Regions from separate parts of the Danio rerio genome. Here region 1 is linked to region 2. Evidence: chromatin contacts called from public HiCAR-type data. All regions are on one chromosome and are shown on one strand. The core of a region is the stretch at or near the end of the contact, and the rest is flanking DNA. Distances in the headings are between cores, read along the strand shown.

Region 1 (5,195 bases), core at 1,389-3,888, 220 kb before region 2:
ACTCTCCGCCATCTGGTTGTGGCGTGAGATGTCATCATTCTTATCTGTTCCTCTCCCATCTCATGTCTGGAATCATGTATGTGCCGGCTACATTTGGTATCAGTAACATAGAGGTTACAGAAACAAATCATGACAAAGATGAAACATGATACATAGACTTCTGCCCTGAGACCATTTATCATTTAATAACATATTAGTGTGTGACCTTGGCCAGGGGGATACAGGAATTGGACCCAAACATATTTCACATGGATATAATATAGCTTCAAAGACTTAGCCTTGCATTAGCAATAAAAAAAATAATTCACCTGTCATACGTCTGTACCGTTCAGTGGTTTTCTGAAGGTGTGTGATATGATTTTTAAGGTTTAATAAATTATAGGTAACAATTTAGCTTAAAACAGCCAAATTCATATTTATGCTTCTATAATGCTAAATATTTTAAGCTCGGGACAAGATAGAGGGCTTCTGTTTTACATTTGATTGCTTCAGGCAAACATTTAAGAGCCCAGTAAATTAAGAACAGACCATGCAGTGTAGGGATGCAGGATATTGGAAAAATCTGATATTGCGATTGTTTTATTTTTCTGCAATAAATATTGCAATATGAGTACAGTTTCACAAGATGGTTCGACTCTATTTAATGCCTTTTCTGGGGTGTCTAACAGTATTCAGGTATGTAAAATTAATTAAGGTAATGCAAAAATTAGTTTCATTCTTCGCTGTTTCTCGTCTCTATTCCAAATTTCACAAAATAATAAATTTTGTTTAAAAAAATATTGTAAAAATATTGTTTTGTTTTCGTTTTCAGAAAAAATAACTCAACATTAAGAGTTTTTCCTTTAAATAAGCTTATTTATCTACCAGTGGGAAAGCAAAATAATCTTGTTTTCGACTTATTTACATTATTATTTATATTGCAATTTTTTTTTTTTGCATAAGTCGAATAAATTTGTATAAATACAGCAATTAAATACAATCATGTAGCTGCTGGTCAACTCTAATTCAGACTCAACAATGCATATTTTGCAATGTAGCTATTGTGGATGCGCACATTGTGATAACGATACTGAAGCGATATATTATGCAGCCCTAATACAGTGATAAGATATTTTTAAAAAGAAAGAAAAACATTTAAACATTAAACTATCTTGTGTGATGCATGCTAACTTAAAGTAACAATTAAATATCCATTGTAATTATAATAAAATATAATGTTTACAATGATTATTTTTTATTGTATTACTTAATTAATACTTCTAGCCAAACTAAAAGAAACAAGACTTTCTCTAGAAGAAAAATATTTTAGGAAATACTGTGTGGAAAAATTCCTTGTGCTGTTAAAAAAAATAAAAATGTCACAGAAGGGCTAATAATGTTGTCTACAATTTTGCTGCTTGTTCAAACTACTTGTTTAAAATGAGTTGACAACACAATTCTAAAGGTGTTTTTGGAAAACAATCCACTTAAATTTGTAAAAACAATTAAGTTCACTTAATTGATTTGTGCTGGAACAACATGAAGGAATTGTGTGGAACAGTATGTACTTCAAAAAATATGTTGCAGCTTGTTTTAACTACTTACAGCGCGAGAAATAAGTATTGAAAACAACACCATTTTTCTCAGAAAGCATATTTCGAAAGCTGCAGTTGACTTGATATTTTTCCTGGATGTTGGTAACAACCAAAGAAAAACCAAAGAGCACCCCGAGGAAAGCCACGCAAACACGGGGAGATCATGCAAACTCTGCACAGAAATGGTAACTGACCCAGCCGAGGCTTGAACCAGCGACCTACTTGCTGTAAAGCGACAGCACTACCCAATGTGCCACCGTGCCACCCATTTTATTGTTATTACACACAACTAATATTTCAGATAAGTTTTTTTTTTTTTTTTTTTATGTATGTAACTTTGCATTGTTTGGGTTTTTACCAAAATCTGGTTCAATTCTATATAAATAGGTCCTTTTAGAAATATCATTCCCAGGAAAAAAATACATGACGTTCAATACTTATTTCCCCTGCTGTATTTAGGATGACCTGAAACAAAACAATTCTTGAGATTTTTTTAGGCAAAATTTTATTGTTTTCTGTTTAATCCACTTAAATTTAAGTTAACTGAATAGATTTGTGTTGGGACAACATGAATGAATTCTGTGGAACTCCTTTCTTTTTTACAGTGTATAAATATTTATATTTATATATTTTTTTCTCATTTACATTTTTAATTATATATTTTAAGCTACAAGTTTTTTGAGTATCTTACGTTTTACAGTACTAGCTGCCTCGATATGCTGAAATACTTTCATCAGCATTTCAGTTTATTAATTGAAATACTTGAAACGCAGCAGACTGACGCCCCTCATTAATCTAAAACATTCTGTCTCAATACATTAGGATACACAAACTTTTAAGTAAACCTCAGATGACTTCTGCAACAAACACTGCGTATTCATCACTCTGACAAAGCGGTGCGATTCATCATCCCAGAATCTTTGTTGTGATTTCTGCTTGTTTACATTTCGCGGCCATTCTCTGGAACACTTTCGCTGTGTGTTTTGGAGCGAGTCCAGTGTTTCGCAGAACTCCAGGAATCTCTGAAATGTCCTGCGCAAGTTAACCGTCGGCTTCCATTACACAATCGCCGGGAAATAACTCATCAAAAGCGTCCCTGAGTGGGCAGCAATCTAGAAATACACCCCTCTGCTCCTGGCCTGACATTTTTAGAAGCAGTTTACCAAACTCGTCTGAACATTTATAGAGAGTTGAATCGAAAAACTAGTGTCTCCAGGGCAACACAGCGAAAACTAAATGGTTACAGGAACCCATTGTGTATTTTCAGAGTAGGCAGCACCAAAAAAAAAACAAAAAAAAAACATGCCTATCATTCAACAGACTGTTAAAGATAAATAAATGAAGCCACTTTTCTGTATGTTTTTTTCTTTCTAGAGGCTTTTAACGTTCGTGACACAGCAGCATGTGTTTATTACTCTGAGATGATGTTAGGTGTGTTTTGCTGGCAGGAAGGGTCAGTCAGTGTCCGTGGGTGAGGTGACATCTCTAATCTGCTCGCAGTTTGACCACCAAGACAGGCTCATCATTACAGAGCGCAGATGCCTTACCAGAAAAGGCCTTCCTTCAGGCAACTGTGAAACAATTAAACCACAGAGAAAAGAGGTGAGATTTTTTTTTTATCTTCTCTGCTTCAATGCTTTGTATCAATTGGTGGATTGTTAGTTCAGGCAGTGGGATATATTAGAGCACTGATAATAATACAAAATTAAAATATAGTTTAAACAAATGTGGCAAGATCTCAAAAATTTACTTTTTGAATTCATTTTGGTTTCATTTGGTATTGTTGACCCTAAACATCAAGGGTCTCCAGGTGTGTGACCAAAAGCAGCCAATCAAAAATCAAATCAAAACTCAGGATATGCCACATTCACTGTTATGTTATACTCAGTTGAACTTGAAATAATAATAATATAATAAGAAACTTAAATTTTATATAGCACTTTTAAAATTAGCTTCCCGAATTGCTTTTTCGACATATAAAAATACAGAAGCAAAAGACCCATACGAGGATACATGGTTAAAAGACTAAACACTAACTCACTCACTCACTTTCTTCGCCTTAGTCCCAGGGGTCGTCTCAGTGGAATGAACTGCCAATTACTCTGGGATATATCTTATGTGACGGATGCTCTTCCAGCTGCAATCCGAAACTGGGAAACATCTAAACCAGGGATAATGAAACTTGTTTCTGGCGGTCTGGTGTCCTGCAGATTTTTAGCTCCAACCCTAATCAAACACCTGAACAACCTTATCAAGGTCATATTAGGTATACTTGAGACACCTGGGCAGGTGTATTGAGGCAAGTTGGAGCTAAACCTTGCAGGGCACCAGACCTCCAGGAACGAAATTAGTAACCCCTGATCTATACATTCTTTCACACACTACGGCCAATTATATTTTCCCAATTCCCCTAGACCCCATGTTTTTGGACTATAGGTGAAATCGTAACACCCGGAGGAAACGCACACAAACCCTGCCAGGACTCAAACCAGCGACCTTTTTGAAATAGTCACTAGTTAATAAAATCAATAGTTAAACAGTTTGTTTTTTATAAAGGAGTTCATATCCCTTAAAATACAAATATTTTTGCACAGAAAATGTAAGATATTTCAATACTTCGTTTATATTTTTATATTGACAATATGTCAAACCTATTTACTTAGGAAAATAAATGATCCAACTTTGAGCGAAAACTAAAGACTTTGCAACTCTAATATAATCAACTAATATAATTATGGTTGTAGTTAAACAAATATAAAATGCTTTTTGTTGCTTGAAGAGGGTCAACTAATATAATGTTATGTAATATATTTATAAGAACAACTACATTTTAGTTTAAATAGCCTATAAGGAAATTTCTTATTTTCGTTTATTTAACTTGATGTTAAAATAACAAAAAACAAAACTACAAATGGAAACCCTTTATTTTGATGGTCTGTTTGAGTATTAGTAGACTATCTGCTTAATATATGTTGATACTGCTCCTTTAACAGACATTTAACTGATGATAAGAAACTTTATAAGCAAGTACATGTCAACTTACACCAACCCTAACCCTAACCCCCAACCTAACAGTCTACTTATAATCTAATTAGAATTAGTTGGCATGTAGTTGCAATGTAACTTATTTCAACAAGCAGAGTATGAAAATAAAGTGTGACCTTACATATATCAAAGAGATTTGTCATAAAAATGCCATAGCACAATTTAGTAGAACTTTAACCAAAATATTCATGAAAATAGAGAATATAAAAATAAACACTAATAATTATTTTAAAAAACGTGTATCTCTGAGGTTCTAAAACAAGGGTGCCCAAACATTTTCATATAAAAGGACAAAAACCAAACTTTATTGAGAGCTGTGGTTCGAAGTTGAATATTCCAAACCGTATTACCATAAATTTGCCATGTGTAATTTTCAAATTTATTTGGTGATATTTAAAAATAACTCGAAAAATTAATGAAATGTCATTTGTAACATTTTATAATGAACTTAATATAGTAAAAACATAAACAATCCCATTTATAACACAATGGAGAGCAATTTACCAAGGCATTATTAAAATACTAATTCATGTTTGTTAGCATTAGTTAATGCACTGACAATGAACAACAGTATTT
Region 2 (5,196 bases), core at 1,606-4,105:
CCACACAACTTTGTTTAAACCACTAATTTTTTTTTTTTTTTTTTTTGCATAATAGGTTCATAATAGTTCAATCAATAATAATAATATAAATATACAATCCATAATATTTTTGGAATGGTTTTACTCAGTCTTATGTCATTTTAAATTTTTCATATTATGGAAATCCAATGAACACTGCAAAAAATTAATTGAAGTTTTTGTTTTTTTTCCCACTTCAAATACGTAAAGATCAAGTCAAAGATGAGTGTACTTGAGAAGCAACACTGCATAAAATATTAAGACTTGTTTAAAAGGAATTAATCTCTGTCATGAGTGTATTTTTTTCACTTGTTTTAATTTTAAACAATCTTAAAATCTGCTGGTTAAACCCATGTTCAAGACACAGTCTATAAAAATGAGATATTATTTTATGCAGTATAGATTCTCAGGTAAATTGAACCCGTTTTGTTGATATTTTTAATACTTAAAATGAGTTGTTCCGAAACTAGGATATTTAGAAATTTTATTACTATTGACAGGGCAGTGCAGTGGGTAGCACTGTCGCCTCACTGAAAGAAGAACGCTGGTTTGAGCCTTAGCTGAGTCCGTTGGCATTTCTGTGTGGAGTTTGCATGTTCTCCCCATATTCGTGTGGGTTTCCACCGGGTGCTCCGGTTTCCCCAACAAGTCCAAAGACATGCGCCATAGGTGAATTAGGTAAGCTAAATTGGCCGTAGTGTTTGAGTGCAAATAAAAGTGCATGGGTGTTTCCCAGTGATGGGTTGCAGTTGGAATGGCATAGGATGCGTAAATCATATGCTGGATAAGTTGGCGGTTCATTCTGCTCTGGCGATTAATAAAGGGACTAAGCCGAAAAGAAAATGAATGAATGAATTACTATTGACATTCATGTAACTAGTCTGTAGTCTAATTAATGATTTAAACTCCTCACAGTTTTATAATTTATCAAAAATTGCAAGTAATACTACAAAAATGCCATGTTATGGCCCGTTTCCACTGAGTGGTACAGAACAGTACGGGTCGGTATGAGTCACTTTTATCAGGCTTGCGTTTCCACTGCCAAAATGGTTCCAATGGTAGACATGGTGTACTACAGAATTACAGAAAGTTTCAGTTGACGTCATTCTCGCTTGAGGAAATGTCAAAGTAATATATCATAAGAAGCACTTTTCACAAAATACTTGTGTATAAATGTTCATTACTAAGCTTTCTATGAACATGATTTGATTATAACTAGCCTAAAATAGCCTACTATATCATCTGCAATTATATAAAATAAATAAATGCAACATATATGAACACATACAGACTCTTACAGTCTTCGATATACCCATTAAAGAAAATCTACACACAGCATACATTTAGTCCTTATTTGGGTTAAAAAACACACAACATAACAGTCAGAGCAAACCTCTCATCTGTATCTTTAATCTTCACCAGCACATGTAATATCTGGTTAGAAAGTACTTAGGTCATTCCGAGTTTATAATAGTCCAAAAGGTGATGATAATAGTTAAACATGGAAGCTTGTTCATGGCTTAGGTTGCTGAAAAATATTTTGCTCCTTTGTTATTACGCGCTTCATTCTTGCATTTGTCGATTTCTGAAAGGATGTCAGAAGCACTTCAATAATCACACGCACATTATTATCATCAGTTCAAGAAGTTCTTTATTTCAAATCTAGACGCGCGGCAAGCGCAAGTGAGAAAGCGAAACCGCTCATGCTTTAGACGGCCTTGTAAACAACTATGAGGATCAGGGTAGATTCTGTGCTTCTACTTGGCTTTGTGACTGTTGCTCAAGACAACGACAAGGTTTGTTTAAGCTTGGGTCGACCATGGCTCATTATTATATGTATATAATATTACGGTGTAATGTCTCGGCTGTATATTTAAAAATGGCGCTGCCTTTGTTTTTATTCTCCTGCTTGTATACGCAATGGTGAAGTATCTCTGTAAACCAACAGCATTCAGCTAGCTTCGTCTTTTGGTACCCTTTTGTTGTGCTAGGCAGCCTTCCAAAAGGGTACCCAAAAAGTGCCAAGGTACGATTCACTTTTTGGTACCTTTTGACAGTGGAAATGGCCATAAAAGCGCACCGTACTGTACCGTACCACTCTGTGGAAACGGGCCATAAGATACTGAATTCAAAAAAAAAATTGTAAAAATGTTTTTAAATATAATCTTGCATTAAAAAGAGGAAGTCTTACTCTGTCCCTGTTGCGAGTTCTTTACCTGTCAGACATTTCGGAGGGTCTGCAGTGTGTCAGACATTGATGATCAGCCTGACATGAGGCTAATGAGGCCTTGTCAGAAAATTGCCTGACTTATGTTTATGTCTCGTCACTGTGTCTGCTGAATCTGAACACTTTGAACAGTTTCAGCGCTGTCAATCAGAAGGTCACTCTCGGCTGCTATCTACCCTACGGCATCACATACAATCCCACAACAGAATAAAACTAGTGGAGATGTGACAGATGTGTCCCTCAATGCTATTGGAAACAGCTGTTTGTCCTTCCTCCTGCCCCTGAGCTGTACAGACTCTCATTAATTCTCTTCCAAAGCCAACAAACCACACTCAAGCAGTCCTTACATGGGCCACAAAGCCCAGATCAGCATGTGCGACTTCACCAGGATCAGTGTGGGTGTCGATCTGTTCAGGGCACGCTAGATCTGTGAGGCATTTATTGGAGCTCCAAGACGACTGTGAGAGATACAGAGCTCAAGAGAGCAGAGCACGACTCACCTGTGTCAAGGATGCATGGAAGTACAGCTGTGGCTTGTACTTACAAGGTATGTCAGAGCTAGGAAATCTAAGGAGGAAGAAGCGAGTGAGAAAAGGAGAGAGAGAGAGAGAAAGAGTGAGAGAGAGTGGGCGTAAACAAGAACTGAACTGACTCACCCTCTGTGACTCTCTGTTCTCTCTGAAAGTCTTTAAGTGCTGAAAGCTGTCACTTCGGCACAGACAAATCACTTCAGGACAGTTTAGAGAACGAAGCTTGGCATCGCAGTTGGAGGAGAGAAAGGTGCATTCAGTAACCGGGATAATAGTATTTTTGTGCAAATTTGGAGATATTGCATATATAGCAAAATGCTGGATGGAAAAATTGAGATGTGTAAGATTAACAAAATGTATATAAAAGCAGTTCTGCATACCACTTAAAGAAAAAGCATGTGTATGTTAACAAACTAAGAGAGATTTGCATGTTCATTTTAAGTTATTACTGATTGTAATTTTATTAAACAGATGCTTTCATATACTGTCAAGCGATTTTTTTTCAGTGCACCCCACACTGAAAAGCATGCTTTTCTTACTTAGATTTTTTTTCTTAAGAAATAATATGCCAGCCACATGCCAAGCACGTTTTGCGCCTTGTGGCACCGGGTGTATGATAGGGCCTAATATGTCAAAATGAAGCGAGTTTTTCCTGGAAACAACCAAAATATTCTGCCAGTGGTGTAAACAAATTAATCTTTTTTTTTAGTTTTGACATATGATTTGCTGCTTACCCTATTGGCAGATTATTTTAGTTCTTTTAAGGTAAAACTCACTTCCTTTTGACATAATGGACCCTATTGTACACGGCGCAATAAGTGTATGGCATGAATTGTTGCTTTTTTTAGACCAGTGCTGCCCAAATTTTCACGTTTTGTCACGTTGTTAAAAAAGCAAATTCTCATGCGCCACTTTTGTCGACTCATGGGTTTGCCAGTCTAAAAATGAGGTGTGTTAAGATGCATGGTTGACGCTTTTCTATTTTGAGGAACTGAATTAGACTGCGCCATTGACCAACTAATAACTAGTCTAAAGTCCAGAACAAAGTGCGTTATTTATGTGCCTATTCAGGTCCAAACGCTTACACATTGCTTAATATACACAGGATGTTCAGTAATACCCAAATACCTTTACATATGAAAAGGATTAAAATTTTACAAAAATTATGTTTTTCTAAATAAATATAAATCCACTACCTCCATGCCTTCATCTCGGGGTCTTTTTTTAGTTTGTTCATGACAATTTGCTTTTGAATAATGTTATTATTATTATTATTATTATTATTAGCAGTTTTATTTATTATATGCATATTTAGAACTGAATTTAGAAACAGTTTTGAAACAAATCTTTGCGCTAAACCAACAAAATTAAATATGTTGGCTGATAGATGTCTTCGGTGGAGTGTACAATGTTTCCTTTTCCATGAAAGTAAAGGAGTAAAGTAAAGAGTAAAAGTAAAGAGAAAGTTAAGTGGTTGAATGGAGAAGGCTTGTTCTTTATCCTCGTGCTGCAGATAGTCTGTTTAACAGTTTTTTTTTTTTTTTGCTAGTAAAGCGTTCAGTTTCTCTACTTAAAAAGTCCGCTATGTAAATAGCAAATGCGCCATGGCAGGAAGCAACTGACTCTTAAAGGAAATGTAAGATGAGATTCCGATCGGTTTAATGCATGTTATGCTCAAAACACACCCATAACTCGTTAAGAGAATAAGCACAACCCTGTTAGACCATTTGCCAGGGCACAAAGCATATTTCTCTGTTCTTAAAATAGCAAAAGTGGATTCGGACATGCCCTTAATGCTTTTGCGCCATGTGCTTTAGACTTTGCACCTAGACCGTTAAAATAAAGCCCATAATTTAATTTAAAATTCTCTCTTTTTTTGCTTGTCTAGAACATGCAACTTGATTTAAGAATTGTTAAATATTTAGACTAGAATCAGGACCAAAATCAAAGTAAACATTTTTTGCAGTGCAAAATGAAAATGAAAGCAGTTCATTGGAAAACTGTTAATGGAAAGGTTATTTGGAAACCTCCAAATGATTTTTCTAATGCATCACTGTGAAATCTCCACTTTGAAAGTTTTCGTACAAAAAAAAATACTGACTTCACAAAAATGAAGCAATTTGAAAGATTGCATACCCATCAATCATGATACACAGCGCATTCCATTTGGAAGGGTTCATCCCTGTGCCCTACTCTCTTTGAGGGGTTTACCCAGTGAAGTAACAGCTTTGAAGGGATTAGGGCGTAGAGATGACCCTTTCCAAATGAAATGCGCTAGTCAACATCAAACAATTTCCCTATGCAAAGGACCATAGGGGCCTGAAGTGTCCATCCAGTTGACCCTTCTAATTCCTTTTCTTCGAGGGCCTTTTGAAATGGCCAGTTTTAAGCTTCTGTTTGGAATGATGCTTTAATATGGCA

What was found. HiCAR-type assays count read pairs that join an accessible place to other places.
Region 1: a contact with region 2 is called in a HiCAR-type map of caudal fin, with 4 times the contacts expected there. The contact joins two enhancer-like sites. A contact is called at or near these places in 2 of 4 datasets of contacts at active chromatin or transcription factors (caudal fin and pancreas).

The regions. Positions count from the first base shown.
Region 1 is chr8:21,074,709-21,079,903 of GRCz12tu, reverse strand. It overlaps sema6bb (sema domain, transmembrane domain (TM), and cytoplasmic domain, (semaphorin) 6Bb), which reads left to right. Exons shown (of 19, transcript XM_073910233.1): 3 at 3,023-3,176. Among named protein-coding and RNA genes, the nearest start is that of si:ch73-272h24.1, 8.1 kb to the left of the region's middle. Within about 2 kb of position 2,638, at least 14 of the 62 cell types and tissues checked have an H3K27ac peak or open chromatin away from gene starts, as enhancers often do. A contact at or near this core is called in caudal fin, where this site is marked.
Region 2 is chr8:20,852,525-20,857,720 of GRCz12tu, reverse strand. All of the region lies in intron 12 of sema6bb (sema domain, transmembrane domain (TM), and cytoplasmic domain, (semaphorin) 6Bb), which reads left to right. Among named protein-coding and RNA genes, the nearest start is that of rorca, 93 kb to the right of the region's middle. Within about 2 kb of position 2,855, at least 6 of the 62 cell types and tissues checked have an H3K27ac peak or open chromatin away from gene starts, as enhancers often do. A contact at or near this core is called in caudal fin, where this site is marked.